Regions from separate parts of the Danio rerio genome. Here region 2 is linked to region 1. Evidence: chromatin contacts called from public Micro-C data. All regions are on one chromosome and are shown on one strand. The core of a region is the stretch at or near the end of the contact, and the rest is flanking DNA. Distances in the headings are between cores, read along the strand shown. Region 1 overlaps ccdc57 (coiled-coil domain containing 57). Region 2 overlaps fasn (fatty acid synthase).

The links. Hi-C and Micro-C count contacts between places; a contact is called where the count stands out from the background.
Region 2: a contact with region 1 is called in a Micro-C map of caudal fin, with 19 times the contacts expected there. The contact joins two enhancer-like sites. A contact is called at or near these places in 3 of 18 Hi-C or Micro-C datasets (caudal fin and embryo) and 2 of 4 datasets of contacts at active chromatin or transcription factors (caudal fin and gastrula embryo).

Annotation. Positions count from the first base shown.
Region 1 is chr12:35,287,299-35,289,998 of GRCz12tu, reverse strand. It overlaps ccdc57 (coiled-coil domain containing 57), which reads right to left. Exons shown (of 19, transcript NM_001201562.2): 11 at 1,068-1,239. Among named protein-coding and RNA genes, the nearest start is that of ccdc57, 17 kb to the right of the region's middle. Within about 2 kb of position 1,303, at least 3 of the 62 cell types and tissues checked have an H3K27ac peak or open chromatin away from gene starts, as enhancers often do. A contact at or near this core is called in caudal fin, where this site is marked.
Region 2 is chr12:35,328,842-35,331,541 of GRCz12tu, reverse strand. fasn (fatty acid synthase) reads right to left here. Exons shown (of 43, transcript XM_073918612.1): 13 at 1,383-1,517; 14 at 1,088-1,291. Among named protein-coding and RNA genes, the nearest start is that of fasn, 25 kb to the right of the region's middle. Within about 2 kb of position 1,386, at least 5 of the 62 cell types and tissues checked have an H3K27ac peak or open chromatin away from gene starts, as enhancers often do. A contact at or near this core is called in caudal fin, where this site is marked.

The DNA.
Region 1 (2,700 bases), core at 54-2,553:
TGTTTCCCAGAGATGGGTTGCAGCTGTAAGGGCATCCGCTGTGTAAAACATTCAAAGAAGTTTAATGAATGAATGAATGAATGTGCTAATTTAAGAGAAACTTAGTTGTGTTTAAAATAAAACACGCAGGACGGACACGTTTGCGTATTATTAAGTGTATTTGTCTGTTTAAACACACCCGAATCCTAAAGTGTCCTGCACGCTCGCTCCTCTTTAAATGGCGTGTATAGAAGCTGATTGGGCATCAGTTTATCATACGTAGCATGTCCATCAGTCCGCGCTTATACATGCATTCGCTGATTCAGTGGTTACATATAAATGGCGATGATCATTCATATGGTCATTTAATGAAACAAAAGTGAATGCAGACATTTACATTTTTATATTAATTTTATCATGCTTTCAAGATTAAAAATCTATGAGAAATATGGGAAAGTACTTCATGATAGGATGATAGCAAGATAGACCAGTAAAATACAAGAGAATCCTGGCAAAAACGGGAGGGTTGACATGCATGAAGTGAAGAGAAAGTGTTTGTGCAAAACAGTTTTGCGTGGAAACGCAAAACATCTTTGTGAGGGAACGCAAAAACTTTAAAAATATACTTTCTTATTACTGCTTTTTTTTCTCCCACCCAGTTTTTTTTTCTTCAACCCATTTTTCCCCCACCATCACGTCCCTTCCGGGTCTCCGTAAAGTTTTAAGGAGAAAGTAACGGTATCAATCTCCCAAATTTCTATAGCAATTTCTTTTCATTCTTCTAAAATGGGTGATTAGATTGAAGCAATGATGTGTAATAGCCTTTTTGTTTTACTTTAATAAATACAAGTATTTTTTGTTTAGCCTCTTTAGCTCAGAATTTCTCTTTAAAATACTAATCCTACCAATAATTTCTCAATAAGTACTGAATCTTTAGCACACCTCAAAACTAATCAAATTCAAAATATGCATTACATTTGTGATGTATAAATTTCACTTGCAGCATTAATGAAGTATCGTATAGGGGAACAGTTCCTGAAAAAGGGGAATATATGTCATAAATAAGCTTTCCTCAGGTCTGATTTTACCTGCAGTGCTAGGCTCTAGATTTGTGGCCGGTCTTGGAGCTGCAAGCCTCTGTTTGCTCAGGATCTCCATCTCTTTCCTCATTTCAGCCACCACTGCTTTTAGAGTGTTGTTCTGCTGCTGGAGTCTCCTGATCTCCTCTGATGGAAAACTGCTGCCATCTATTACAGATGTCTGTTAAAATGATGGTATTGTATGAGATAAATCAGCTGCCACTAGGTGGAGGTAAAAGATTGTGGCATGATAACCCACTTTTAAAGATCTGAATTTGCAATCAGTCAACAAGATATAGCAGGACTGAACACAATCATATGAGTGCTTAAAAAACATGGCATTACTTTACAGTCAGGCTATGGTCACTGGACAAAATGCCAGCTGGCAATTTAAAGTGCTGATTCACAAGACTAGTCATGCTGTGCCGAATATATGGATGCAGCCTTTCCTTGCACGAAATGTCCAGGGAGATTGTGAACTTTCTAAGTAACATTATGTTTGTGGCCAAGCATCTTCTGCTGGAAAGCTATTTATAGTCTCTTAAAGGAACACTACACTCTTTTCAAATATAGGTGCATTTATAGGTAAAGGCACTCTTCAGTTAAATTGTATAGTTTTAACATTTTTTTTTAATCTATTCGGGTTCATTACTGGGTCTGGTGGGAGCACTTTTAGCTTAGCTTAGCATACACTCAGGTCACTTTATTAGGTACACCTTACTAGAACATGGTTGGACCCTTTTTGCTTTCAGAACCAAATCTTAAATCTTAATCAGTCTTAATCCTTTGTGGCATAGATTCAACAAGGTACTGGAAATATTCCTCAGAGATTTTGGTCCATATTGACATGATAGCATCATGCAGTTGCTGCAGATTTGTCGGCTGTACATCCATGATGCGAATCTCCTGTTCCATCACATCCCAAATATGCTCTATTGGATAGGGTTCTGGTGACTGTGGAGGCCGTTTGAGTACAGTGAACTCATTGTCATGTTCAAGAAACCAGTCTGAGATGATTCTTGTATTGTCCAATTGTGGTGAGCCTGTACAAAACGTAACCTCAGTTTCCATTTCTTAGCTGACAGGAGTGGCACCCGGTGTGGTCATCTGCAGCTGTAGCCCATCCGCCTCAAGGTTGGACGTGTTGTGTGTTCAGAGATGCTCTTCTGCAGATCTCGGTTGTAATAAGTGGTTATCTGAGTTACTGTTGCCTTTCTATCAGCTCTGACCATTCTCCTCTACTCTCTGGCATCAACAGGGCATTTGCTTCCACAGAACTGCCGCTAACTGGATATTTTCTCTTTTCTGACCATTCTCTGTAAACCCTAGAGATAGTTGTGCATGAAAATCCCAGTTGATCAGCAGTTTCTGAAATACCCAAACCAGCTAATCTAGCACCAACAACCATGCCACATTTAAAGTTACTTAAATAATCTTCTTTCCCCATTCTGATGCTCGATTTAAATTGCAGCAGATCATCTTGATCATGTCTACATAGCTAAATGCATTGAGTTTCTGTCATGAGATTGGCTGATTAGAAATTTGCGTTAACAAGCAGTTGCACAGGTGTACCTAATAAAGTGGCGGTAAATGTTTATGGAATCGGATAAGACCATTAGCATCTGGCTCAAAAAAATTACAA
Region 2 (2,700 bases), core at 137-2,636, 41 kb before region 1:
CTTATGATTTATTATAATACAGTTTGTAAAGAGATATTATCTGTCTTTTAGTAGATATAAAGTTGCAGTCAGAATTATTAAACCCCTTCACATTTTTTTTCTTTTTTTAAATATTTTCTAAATGATGTTTAACAGAGCAAGAAAACAGTATGTCTGATAATTTGTTTATGCCCCATCTGTTTTTAATAATAAAAAAAAAAACATTTTAAGGTCAAAATGATTAGCCCCTTTAAGCTATATTTTTTCAATAGTCTACAGAACAAACCATCGTTATACAATAACTTGCCTAATTACGCTAACCTGCCTAGTTAACCTAATTAACCTAGTTAAACCTTTAAATGTCACTTTAAGCTGTAAAGAAGTGTCTTGAAAATTATCTAGTCAAATATTATTTACTGTCATCATGGCAAAGATAAAATAAATCAGTTATTAGAAATGAGTTATTAAAACTATTCTGTTTAGAAATTTGTTAAAAATCTTCTCTCCTTTAAACAGAAATTGGGGAAAAATAAACAGGGGAGCTAATAATTCTGATTCAAAAACTGTATTATATGATAGATTTGCTTGGTTTACCAAAAAAGTGGATCTAATTGGATTTACATTGTAAACATTTAAATAAAGGTTCAAAATTAGTTATTTTTATTTTTAGTTATTATACTCCCAAAATCATTCTGGATCAATCCACAGATTCTTAACAAAACTCTAAGCAGAAATAGCAAAAAAATGTCTGCAGATTCTGTCTTTCCCTACACATGACTGATTTTAACAATAAGTTGTTGCAAGGTCTTCTGTAAATCATGCTAAGAAAATGTTCGCTAGTCATTTTTGGATTGGGGGGGAAAAGGAAAGCTTCATTTTCTAAAAATTCAAATGCTTTTCAATTTAATTAAATAATAATTTTGATATATTCTGTTAAAAAGGTAATTATTTTCTACAATTTAAATTGTTTTTGTGGAAAATAAATTTTTAATGCAGTTACACAACAATTTCTTCAACACACTTATCTCTACCTGAGACCACACTTATTAAAGAACGACAATATGTATTGAAGACAAATAAAATGCAAAACCTTGAATTAAATGGTTACCTGCAGCAAGGCATGCGGGGCGATTTCTACAACCACAGCATTATCCGGCACATGATTCAGTCCCTCCTGGAAGAGCACAGGGCTGACCAGGTTATTGACGTGGTACTCGGCTGAAGAATAGAGGGCCAGTGGGCTCTCCCAGTCTGACTGCGGGATAGATGTGCTGATCCAGCGAGCTGTGCGGGGCCTTGGGCTCTTTATTACCTACAATAACACACAGGAGGTCAGTGTTGATTTGTGCTGATGAGCTGAGATGTTAATGTCCACCAGAGGGAGCTGCAGAATCAGCGTTCACCTTCTGTAGTGCAGACAGGAGAGCTGGAGCGATGGAGGCCATGTAATACGAGTGGAAAGCCACACCGGCACTGCGCACTTCTTTGGCAAACACACCGCTCTCTTTTAACTGGGCGACAAACTTGCTGACAGAGTCCTGGAAAAATCAAACACTAACAGTAAGGTAACAGTACATCTACTCTCATTCCATATGGGGGTCGAAAACAATTTGGTGCCTGCATCAACACTGACATTTATTAAAGTGACTTTTCATAAAATGAGAAATATATTTAATGCAATATTGTATTGCAAAATAGTATTAAATTCAAGTTAAATCACATAATGTCATTCAGTATGACATATATTTATGAAAAATTAAACATCATGCTTATTTGGACTTCTGCTCATACCTAAATTTACTATGTTTAAATTGGAACAAAACACTTTTTTTGCTGACAAATGGTTAAAAAAAAAATATTTTAAGATGGTGGCTAGGTGTAAGATTTAAATGTGATTTAATTTGAATTTTGCGATCCACCAAGTCATTAATATGACAAATATTCTTGCTCTAAAACATGCCTGACAAGATATATAAACCATTGTTTCAATAAGTGTGTGTCTTCTATAAATCATGCTCACAAAATGTCATTTTTGGATCAAGGAAAAAAATGAAAGCTGATTGAAATCCTTTTCAATTTAATAAAATAATAATTTTGATATGCTCTATTAAAAAGGCAATCTGTTTATACAATTAAAATTGAACTTAAAACTAAATTGTCCATAAAAACAGTTGTTTTTGTCTCGTTTCTAGTCCAAATATCTAAAAATCTTAAATCAAGAAGCATTTTAGACAAGTAAAAAATGTTATCATCTTTTCAGAAATAATTAGTCAAAATAAGTGTTTTTTTAAAAATAACCTGCCAATAGGGTTTAGTTTAGTTTATTTAAAATTTGACTACCCCACTGACGAAAGGTTCACTGACAAAAGTTCAGTATTTGTCCCATACATGAGCTCATTTGTCATATTTTGACTGTTATGCCATCATCAGTTATCAAAAATAACCCATCAAAAAAGGCTTTAAGACATAACGGATTTGATGCAAGAAAAGTCAACTTTCACCATATTATTGTTAAAGAGAAAACATTTTATAAGTAACTTTTATTCTAAATCTTTGACCTCATTCTTGAAAGAAAACAGATTATTAATAAAAGTTGTGACGCACCAAAAGCAGCCCATATTAACACTTATTAGACTATTTTTGTTTTCCATGAGTTTTCAAATGTACTTTTTTTTACAAGAGAAGCTAGAAAAAATGTGAAGCTCTACATTACTATTATTA